Linked DNA regions of Anser cygnoides: region 1 is linked to region 2. A link is a contact called in public Hi-C data. All regions are on one chromosome and are shown on one strand. Each heading gives the region's core, a stretch centred on a gene start, on an enhancer-like site or on the middle of the called end of the contact. The rest is flanking DNA. Distances are from core to core; before and after follow the strand shown. Region 1 holds the start of LOC136786286 (haptoglobin-like). Region 2 holds the start of TAT (tyrosine aminotransferase).

The links. A called contact is a pair of places that touch in the nucleus more often than the background predicts.
Region 1: a contact with region 2 is called in a Hi-C map of liver, with 2.2 times the contacts expected there. The contact joins the promoter of LOC136786286 here to the promoter of TAT in region 2. A contact is called at or near these places in 2 of 7 Hi-C or Micro-C datasets (both in liver).

Annotation. Positions count from the first base shown.
Region 1 is chr12:316,536-321,669 of Taihu_goose_T2T_genome, reverse strand. It overlaps LOC136786286 (haptoglobin-like), which reads right to left and starts at 3,771. Exons shown (of 5, transcript XM_048050482.2): 1 at 3,635-3,771; 2 at 3,268-3,332; 3 at 3,014-3,115; 4 at 2,660-2,734; 5 at 1,596-2,417. The coding sequence starts at 3,639. The coding sequence ends at 1,657. It overlaps DHX38 (DEAH-box helicase 38), which reads right to left and starts at 1,233. Exons shown (of 26, transcript XM_067004722.1): 1 at 702-1,233; 2 at 19-206. The coding sequence starts at 1,033.
Region 2 is chr12:184,970-190,751 of Taihu_goose_T2T_genome, reverse strand. TAT (tyrosine aminotransferase) reads left to right here and starts at 3,301. Exons shown (of 12, transcript XM_013197663.3): 1 at 3,301-3,461; 2 at 5,138-5,380; 3 at 5,579-5,683. The coding sequence starts at 5,146.

The DNA.
Region 1 (5,134 bases), core at 2,522-5,021, 130 kb before region 2:
AACATCTCAAACTGTTACCGCGGTCTCGTTTACGATCGTGGTTCCGATCCCTGCTGCGCTCCTTCTTCCGTTCCTTTTCCTCCTTGGAGGACGCAAAGACACCATGCTCACGGCGCTCTCTTTCCCGCTGCCGACTGCGTTCCCAAAACTCCTCGCTGACACCTCCTGTGTAGGAAGGTGTTTCTACATGGACAGAACGATAATGCCTAGAAAGGTAGAGCAGAAAGAAAGCTTACAGTGCTGAGGAATAGCTAGCCTTGAATTCATCTCCTGTAACTCCAGTGTCCTAGTCTCCACAATAGCAGAAGCTTGTGGGTAGGAACGCTCTCTCCATCCTTTGCTGGCAGCCCAGCGCATCTGTTGGTGTTTTCAGACACGAGCGCTTCTAAGGAGGCTGCCGCTCCCAAACGTCAGGAGGCAGACAACAACGCGGACAGTGTGTTTAGTGCTTGCAGGCCTAACAGCATCTAAAAACATCCCTGGCCGCCACGCCTCAGGGACGGCACCAGCCCGAGAGCTCTTCTGGGACCTCCTCGGGTCCCCGGCGACGCCCCCGGCCCTCCCGGCCGCAGGGAGGTCACGGCCCCGCGGGCACCACGCTCCCGCACGCAGCCGATGCTTGCGGCCAGTGCCCCGGCAGGGACCGGGCTGCCGCGGAGCCTTCAGGCCCCTGCGAGCGCCGGGCACCCCGCGGACCGCACCTGTCCTTGCGGGCGCTCCGGCTGCTGCGGCCGGCCTCCGCCTCCTCCTCGTCCTCGTCCTCCTCGGGGCTGCCCGCCTCGTCGCGGCCCTCCTCCCAGTCCCTGTAGGAGCACACCCGGGACCGCTTGCCGCCGCCGGCCGCCGCCTCCTCCTCGCGCTCCCGCCGCTTCTGCGCCGCCAGCACGTCCAGGCCCAGCAGCGAGGCCCGCGGCGCCGGCGCCTTGAAGACGTGCTGCTCGGCCGCGGCGCTGCGCCCCCGCAGGAGCAGCCCGCCGGCCTCGGGGCCCGTCCCGGCCAGCCGGTGCAGCGACTGCTCGCCCGCCTCCGCCATCGCCGCTACCGCGCCGCGCCGGCACCCATGGGGCCTGCGGGCGCCCAGGACGCGAGGCCTGCCGCCGCCGGCCGCCTGCCGCCGGGGAGGCACCGGCCCAGGCCCGCCCCCGGGCGCTCAGCGGCCGCGACCCCGCCCCGGGCCCCGCGCACCACGGCCGCGGCGGCAGCAGCCCGCGGGCGGCCCGGCCACCACAGAGCCCGACGGCCGCGGGACAGAGCGCCCCCAGCGCCCTCGGCGGACTTCCGGCGGGGGGACGGCGGACGTCACGCGCTCGCGGAAGAGAGGGGGGGCGGGGGCACGACGGCGCCGGGCACGGCAACAGCGTCCCCCGCAAAAGAGCCCCCCCGGAAACCGCGTCCCCCCGGAAACCGCGTCCCCCCGGAAACTGCGCCCCCCCCAACGAGCCCCCCCCCCCCAACGAGGCCCCCCCCCCCCAACGAGCCCCCCCCCCAACGAGGCCCCCCCCCCCAACGAGCCCCCCCCCCCAACGAGGCCCCCCCCCCCAACGAGGCCCCCCCCCCCAACGAGGCCCCGGGCTCGCAGGGAGGCAGGAGCAGGGTCAGGGTCAGGGTGAGGGCCGGGCCGGGCGGCCCCCCAGTTTTATTTCGCGGCCCCTAATCTCAGGCGGCCGCCACCGTCTCCCGGACCCAGTCCAGCACGCGCCGCACGTCCACGTAGACGCCGTACTTGGAGGCCGCGCAGGTCCTGTCGTGGCTGAGGACGCCGGCCGCGTACCAGGCGCCATCCTCGGGGTCCCGCACGGCAAAGGCGCCGCCGGCATCCCCATAGCAGGTGTCCTCGCGCAGCTCGCTCATGCCCGCGCAGAAGGTGGCGTTGCCGAGGACGGGCCGGACGCCGTGCGGCCCCTGCGCCGCGTAGTACTGCCGGCACTTGTCGGCCTCGGCCACGGGCAGCATCACATACTTCAGCCCCTCAGGGAAGGCGAAGGTGGCGCCGCGCCCCCAGCCCGAGACGTAACCCACGCGCCCCGGCTGCACGTAGTCCCGCTGGGGCAGGCAGATGGGCATCACCTCCGCCCCGACGGGCACCTTCTGCCTGAGCTTCAGCAGGGCCAGGTCCACGGCCACCGGGTAGCCGGGGTGCAGCACCACGCGCTCGATGCCCAGGGTGGGCTGCCCCCGGCCGCCCAGGAAGAGCCGCAGCGTGGGGGCGATCTCCTCCGGCGTGGCCTCCTCACTGTGGTTCAGGTAGACGTTCCTGCCTGTAGTCAGCAGCCACTGGTCGCTGATGAGCGTAGCCCCCATGGTGAGGTTGTGGCGGCTCACCATCCGGGCCTGCCACGGGAAGCTGCCCTTCCCGGCCAGCAGGCCCCCGATGATGCGCTGCATGGGGGCGGGGGGGTTCTCGGGTTTGCCGCACACTGCAGAGGGAAGAGCAGGGCCCTGTGAGCCACGGGAGGAGGCGTAGCTCTGGAAGAGGAGCATCTCGCAGCCTGCCCTGTCATCACCACCAGACTCCTCCAGGCCCACAGCACCCCAGGGAGCAGCACTGAAGATGGGGGCTGCACACAGCCCCACGGGCCCTTTGGCTGCCCAGGCAGACCACGCACAGTCCCCAGCCCACCAAACCCCCGCAGCCCCTGCTGCACCGCTCTGCTCTCACCTGGCTCACAAACGGGCACCTCCTTGCCAGCTTCGGGGCTCACCCACACCAGATTTTCGTCACATTTGTACGTGCCTTTGGAAGGAGATGGGAGTCAGCACCCCTGCTGACGGGGGGTGAGGACGAGACAGTGCCCATGCACCCCTGGGTATCCCCAGGGAGGCAGGAGATACCTGTACCTCACCGCAGTTTGGGGAAGCAGGGGAAGTTTGGGGAAGCTCATCCCCCCCCGGGGAACAGGGGAAGGGCCTCCATCATCTAGCACTGGGGGCAGCCCTGTGCCAGGACAGCCCTGCCCCTGGAGCCAGGGACAAACACCTTCCCGGGGTGCTGTGCCCGTGTCGCAAGGCTTACTGTCACCAGAGCCACGCAGCCGGTAGTACGGATCACAGCGGTACTTGATCAGGTGCTCTATGTGGCCGTGCTCAATCTCGGCGGGCTTTGCACAGCTCCACTCTGCAAGTAGAGGATGCTCAGCCCAGGACATCCCCTCCACCCCTGGCTGGTCCCTCCTCAGTCCCGCCTCCCCCACCACACGCCTGCTCCCTGCCAAGCTGCTCCTGGCCTCGTCCGAGCCCCAGTGCTCCCACCCTTGCCCTGGAAGGTACCAGTGGTGGCAGCGGTGATCTCCAGCAGAGTCCAGGCCAGGCCAGCAAACAGCAGCACTGCAGTTCTGCAGGGAGGAGAGGGGGGACACTTAGCACAGGGGTCCCACCCCCTGCTTGTGGTCTGCAGGCTCCAGCAGGCAGAGGACTGACCCTCGCCCCCGGGGCTGCCCCACCCAGCACAACCTGGAGGAGCTGCCTGGGCAACCCCCGGCCCCAGCTGCTGCGCAGTGCAGGAGCAGCGGGACCCAGAGGGCCGCCAGGCCCGACACCGGTCCCGCCACAGCACGCAGCAGGGCCAGGTCCTTGGCCAGGCGAGAGGAACGGGCACAGCACCCAGTGCAGGCAGGGTCAGAGCAGTGTCGCTCACCCCATGGTCGCAGCCTGCTCTCCTCACAGCAGCCTCCCGCAGGACGATGCTATTTGGGGCTCCTTCCTCATCCCTTTTATTGCTAACTCCCTCGCCCCGGTGCAGCCCCGCGCGCTCCAGACCTCCTGACCTTTTTGTATGCTGCCAGCATGTTTCCCAGCAGGAGCAGCACAAGAAGCCCCACCTGGCTCACGGCCGGCCTGGCGGAGGCTCCCGGGAAGACTGCCAAGCTCCCGCAGGAAACCAGCAGGCCAAGAGTTTCCTGGATTTTGCAGCTACAAGCGTATGGGGGTCTGGCTGCAGAAGTGGGGCCCTGGCATTGAGACTCTGGCTGAGGCTCACAGAAACAAGGCAGAGCCCTGCAAAACCGCCCCCACACCTCTGCCCGGAGCAGCCCTGGGGGAGCACCCACACCAGCACCGAAGGCGAAGCCTGAGCCAGGATGTGGGAGCCAAGCCCCAGCCGCCCCACGCCCAGCTCTGCCCCCATCCAGGCACACGCTGCCAGCCCAGCCAGCCGAGGGACACAGCAGGGCCGTGGCCAAGCCCCTCTTCCCACACCTACCCACCCCTTCCCAGGCAGCCTGCTCTGGCCCCGGGCTGTTTGTCAGCACAGGCTGGGACCCAGCCCAGCCTTACAGGGACTCGGAGCAGCAATGGCTGGCGGGCACCCAGCTGGATGCAGCCGAGCCGGCAGCACAGGACGAGCGCAGCGGAGCCCTCTGGTTCCTGGCACACAGGTGGGCAGGGCCCGACAAGCCGCGGTGGCAAAGGGCCGCACAGGGCTGGCAGAGGGCACAGGGCTCACGGCGTAGCAGGAGGCCCGGGAAGGAGCCCAGCCTATGTTCCTGGGCCTGCGGCAGCGGGGCAGGCGGCAGGAGCTGCGAGCAGAGCCCTGGCACCCTCGGGAAGGCCAAGCCCCACACGCAGACCTCCAGGTGCCCAGAGGCCACCCCAGGGCACACAGACAGAGGTCCAGGCACGAGGCACCAGCAGGAGACGCTGGCTGGACACGGGCAGCAGGTAGCACCGTGTCAGAACACGGGGATCTACAAAGCAGAGGCTGGCGTAGGGTGTGCACAGCCCTAAAGAGAGCAAGGGGTTACAGGCAGCCATCGGTCGGCACACCCGCTCTTGCGAAAGGCTGGATCCCTGGGACGTGTAAACAACTCCGGTGGAGTTCGGTGCGTGGCGCAATCCCAGGTACAGGGCGCCAGGGTGCTGCTGCACAGCCAAGGCTGCGTCCAGGGCTCGGGCCTTGCTCAGGAAGGGGAGAGATGGCTGCTGGCAGCCCGGGGTCGAGCAGCAGCTGCTGCCAGGAAGCCCCAGAGGAAACAACCCACAGCCTCCAGAAGTGTGAATAAGCAGGGCTTTTCCGTAACAAGTGACAGGGCGCAACTGTAGCTGTCTCCAAGCACCAGCAACAGGAAGAAACAGCTCCTGACACCTCCTGAGGCACAGACAAGGCACAGGTCTGTGTGGGATGGCTTCCACGACCAGC
Region 2 (5,782 bases), core at 2,052-4,551:
TCGCTTGCATTTCAGGAGATCTTCTGCAGTGTTATAAGTACCATTGATATATATAAATATTAGGAATCAATAAACAGTCACAAAATTCACCAGAACCAAGGAGTCTCCAGGGCTATTTGCTTATCTAAATGAAAGATTAACAAGGAAAAATCACATACTTGGTTATTAAAAGCAGATTCAGCTGGAAATGACTAAACAGAGATTAGGCTACACACATATTTGTGGAGACCATCACTGAGTGGTTAGGGCTATGCCAGCGTCAGAAAAGACAGGACAGAAACTGATGAAAAAAAAAAAAAAGCAAAACAAGAGGAAATAATTACTGAAGTGATTTGTAATTGATCCCAGTAAATTTTTCTGCAGAGTGCTGGTTAAGTGTCTGTCCCTGAAGCGGTGTACCCTGAAAAAGTGTAGAGCACATGCGCAAAACTCTACTGGTGCATGACCTGCCTGCAGCCTGATGCAGACACAAGTTTGTCAGTGCAGTGATGCTTGAGTCCATGCCTTAGTCAAGCAGCTATTTGTCAGTCCTCCTTTGTAACTCTGGCTGGTCCAGGAACAGGCAACTGTTTGCCCGTCTAGGTTTGGACTCTGTCCACAGAAACAGACCTCTGGGCAATCCTAGTACCAGAACAAGGCAGTACCAAAGAAACACTGAAGCCATTACCAAGTTTCTTCTTCCACTGGGAAGAGACAAAGGCCAATTGCTGAAACTACAGAAGAGGGAGATGAAGAGGTATGCAACAAAAGACCTGCAGGGGAGAGCAGCTGAGAAAGAGGAACAGATGGTAGTGCAGGGGCTAGCAAGGGCTGGTGGGGTACAGAGGGCAACCAACTGCCTTACTGGTAGCAATGCGTCCTGCAGAGTGTGGCCACCTCTTTTGCTGCACTGTGCAAGGGCTGGCTTCACTGTATTTGGAGAATCAGAATCAAAGTCTCACCAAATGGTTTGGGTTGGAAGGAACATTAAAGATCATTTAATTTCCGCCACCCCACCCCTTCCACCCCCCCTGCCATGGGCAGGGACACCTCCCAGTAGGCCAGATTGCTCAAAGCCCCATCCAGCCTGGCCTTAAACACTTCCAGTGATGGGGCATCCATAGATTCTCTGGGCAACCCGTTCCAGTGCCTCATCACTTTCAGAGCAAAGAACTTCTTCATAATGTCTAATCTAAATCTACCCTCTTTTAGTTTAAAGCCGTTCCCCCTTGTCCTGTCACTGCACTGCCAGATAGAGTCCCTCTCCAGTTTTTCTGTAGCCCCCTTTAGGTACTGGAATACCTCTGTGAGGTCTACCTGGAGCCTTCTTTTCTCCAGGCTGAACAACACCAACACCCTCAGCCTGTCTTCATAGGAGAGGTGCTCCAGACCCTTGATCATCTTTGTGGCCCTCCTCTGGACTTGCTTCAACAGGTCCATGTCCTTCTTGTGCTGGGGGCCCCAGAGCTGAACACAGCACTCCAGATGGGGTCTCACAAGAGCAGAACAGAGGGGGAGAGTCACCTCCCTCGACCTGCTGGCTACACTGCTTTTGATGCAGCCCTGGATACAGATGGCTTTCTGGGCTGCAAGAGGTCCTTCTCCTCAGGGCTGCTCTCAATCCATTCTGCACCCAGCCTGTATTTGTGCTTAGGGTTGCCCTGGCCCAGATGCAGGACCTCGCACTTGGAACATGAAGTGCTGAGCTGTGTGCTCATGCTTTGTTCCTGAGAGGCTCCACGTACCACAAGGGGTGGGGTTAGGGGGGCTGCATGATGTTGGATCATCTAGAAAAGGACTGGAGTCACGCAGAGAGAGGAGAAGGGCATAGCAATAGCAGTAGAAACCCACTGATCCCATTGCACTGTGTCCTTCCCCTATCTGGCCAGGTTTTCATCCTTATGTAACTGAGTCTACCTCTGCCTCCAGAGCCACATTTTTTTTCTCTCTTGGCAGCAGACTTCCACCATGCCCTCCCCTGAACCCCACTGCAGTGTGCAGGATGTCAGGTAGAGCTCCGGTTGCATCATCTTCAGGGTTGTTGCTAGGCAGAACAGGCAGCAGCATCCTTGAAGCCTCCTGACACCACTTTTAACTCTGTCAGGGCTGCAGCATGGTAAGAGCTGGGGGAAGCAAGAAAGGTACCCATACATGCTTGGAGAGGGCATGACTGAGCTTCTGAATGTTGCTCATGTCAGGCTTCAGCAAAAAGGAGAGAAGAAACAATCCAGAACCGTGAGGCTCTTGACAGAAGAGAATCCAGCCAGCTTCCACACAAGACATTTCTCTGTCAAATGTTTTTGAAAGGCACTATTCCACGGCCAAAGCCCCCAGCATGGCTACTGTGGGAGGCCTGCCAGCCAGCCTGGGACTGGGGTCTCTGCCCAGACCCACTGGCTGCAACCCACCATCTCCTAGCTTGTCTCCAGCACCGGAGTCCCTGGCCCCCATCACCCCCATTGCAGCACTGTGGCCAACAGCAGGTCATGACTCCCCAGCAGCATCACCCAGCCCCAGGGCTGGGCTAGAGAGCACACACACTGTTAACACCTGGGAAGGTGCAGCCTTATTGCTGGTGGAGCAGTGGGCGTGTGCTGAATGCAGGTGGTCATCTCTCCTCCCACACAGGAGCAGAGTATGAACAGACAAAAATCATAGTGACCGCTGGCCTCTGCAATGGTGTCAGCAGTCCATTTGCCAGGGGATTAGCAGGATGCCTCTTGCCCCTGACCAACTTTTTGATCTCCAGCCATTTGCTGCCAGGGTGGCAGGGAGCAGCCCTTGGAAGACAGGGAGGGTGCAGATGCCTCTTACTTACCCCAAGCACGTAGCAGGCAAAGGACGGGAAAGCACAGATTTTACATCTCTTAGGAAAAAAAAGGCCTTCTGGGAATGGTGTCATAATATATATATATGTATATATAAAATATATTCAGCCTATGGACAAAGATGTTCCCTGTGTGTAAGTGATGCCACAAACTACTTTCTCAGCTGGTGCACTGGGAGCCCAGGGCCTTTGAGGTGAGCAGGACATACTAATTCTGTCTGGAGGCTTCAGGGTCCAACACTTCTCTCTTGGTTCATTACAAGATGCTAGGGCTTGGAATACTGGGGTCTGCTTTGTGGGATTCTTCCCCTTTGAGGACAGAGGGAAGTGATGCAGAAAAGTGGTGGCCCAGGGCCTCCAGGAAGCAAAATTTTGTCCCTCTGTAGGCTACCCCCAGAAAGAGTTAATGTGCAGGCATGTTTCAGGTGTTTGAAATGAATGAAGTTACAGTGGGGAGGAGAGGGCATTTTTGGGTGGAGAGAGCAGCCCTCTCTGTGAGCCAATGGCTAACGGCTTCTGACCCAACGCCCAGTTTGGGGGCTTATTTCATGAGCAAGAATTTGCTGGGATTTCTTCTTGAGAGGATTTGTCTTGGATGAAAAGTAGGGACTGGACCTCTAAGCTTGTTGGTGCCTCCCTGTCTGTGCTGTAGCAGGTAAAGTACTATCTGGTATCTTGCTTCTTTCAGGGGGAGTAGTGGGTTTTTCCCTCCCTGCCTACGCTGAAGGCATCCGTTCTGCCTGCATATGCAGTTCCCATTCACATAAGAACCATGTGTGACTCTGCTGGGTTTTGCACTGTGCACTGGGACTCAGCCCTAATGTTGAAATGAGATATATTGCTCATTTCTCTGCTCAGTTTTTGTGCAGTCCTGCTGTGTAGTCCTTCCTCTACCTTTCTTTTGGTGCAAAGGAGACCCAGAAGGTGTTAATAGCAGGGACCTGAAGTCTTCCTTTGTCACCACCACCCTGTTATGATAATCTCAGTCACTTTAAATAAGTTAAGGAAGCACTGCTGGTAGAGTAACTGTAGCAGCATGGGGCATCTCTAGGTTCAAACCTCACTGAAGCAATGAGATATTTGTTCAGGTGGCAAATCTTGCCAGAACCAGTTAATATTATAATCCCTCCACCTCAGTGTCTGCAGCAAGGACAGGGTAGCCAGATCCCTTGTCTGTTGTGCCCTGAGTATCTGAGAGCATGGCATCTAACAGTGCGTGGGCTAAGTAACTGCCATCAGGAAAGGGCTACAGTTCAGTGAACTGTCTTTCAGTGGAGCAGAGAAATAGAGCAGTACAGAGACAGAGCATGAGCTGCTGATGGCGAGATTAGGAGACATTGTGCTGGTGTCAGTGAGAAAGGGCTTGGTGGCTCTAGAGGTATCTGCATGCATTCTCTCTAACCTTCTCGAGGTAGAAACTCTGGAGTCAGCTCCAGTTCTTAAGTAAGGAATTTGCTGGCTGGGACTGGCCTGTGCTTTGGGTATACATGCTCAGGTGTGTAAGCCACTTTCATGCATGCTTTTTGAGGTCTAGAAGGCAGCTGTTTCTCTGCTGTGGCTTGCTTGTTAGCCAGCCTCAGGCAGGGCTACAGGCCCTTTGCCTAGTATGGTGTCACTACCAAGATTTCCCTCTTGACCCAACCGGTCTTGCTCCGTTTTCTAAGCACAGCCCTTTAATCTGGAGTCGTTGGACTGGACTGTTGCTCCCTGTTGCTCTGCTGACAGAGACAACTGTCTGTAGCTAATACCTTATCACTGCCAAGTGTATCCTGATAACATGGGATCAGAGCTACCTTTCTGATATCTAAAGTTAGGTATTAACAGTCTGTGGACTGGAGGAACATTCTGGATGTCACACACACACACACACACACACACACACACAGAGTGGGCTGATCCTTGTAGTTACCGCTTGAGGTCTGGTCCGGGGGGACACAACACAACAGCTGGCCCTCCTGTCAGTGGAACACTGAATCTGAAGCCACAAAATGACTGTAGTGTGCTGCTAACTCCTAGCTGATGGATTTAGCGAGGGTCGCTCCTCCACAGCACAGCAAGTGCAGCCATGCAAAGAAGTGGTGTGGCTACTCCAGAGTGCTGCCTTTGTCTTTCCCACTCCATTGTACTCATTTACATGTTCAGTTTCACTCCATCCTGGCCCTGAGAACAGCTCTACTTCCTGTTGGTGACTGATTTGTCCATGGGTAGTAGGTAAGTTCTGCAGCTTTCAGAAGTTTTGCTTTTGGAGAGTCATGGGCACTCTTCCAGGTAGGCAGAGCTTTTGTCTGGCATATGTTAACTAAGTTAAGGCAATCCATCTACCACTGACAGTTTTCAGGATGGACTCGTACCTGATCCAAGTGAACGGCCCTGGAGATCATGCCCCTCTGCTGGATGTTCAGCTCAAGACCAATGGAAACAGCATGTCACTGGGGAAGGCGAAGGGCCGGAAGCCAAGATGGGCTGTCAGGGCTTCTGAAATGTCAAAGAAGACTTTCAATCCTGTCCGAGCCATTGTAGACAGCATGAAGGTGGAGCCCAACCCAAAGAAAGCTATGATTTCCTTGTCTTTAGGTAAGCACAGTGCTATTGCTGAAGACTCCGAGCAGTGGGGTGGGCTATGGGGGCTAGCAGATTGCAGGACTCTGAAGCACAAAGCTTGTGGAACCACACAGGGATATGGAAGGTTACCACACAGCTCTGTGCCTGCCACAGACCAGTGAGAACTTTTTTTCCCCATTGATTTTTTACTATTTTTCAATCTTTGAAAAGGAGACCCGACGGTCTTTGGAAATCTTCCCACAAATGATGAGGTCACACGGGCTGTGAAAGAGGTTTTGGACACAGGACGTTACAATGGCTATGCTCCATCTGTTGGTAAGTTGACAGAGCTACTCCTATGAGAGTGGGATGAAGGTACATGTGAGGTCCTACCCTACAGCAAGTATGTAGAGCCTACAGATGTCCACAGTAGCA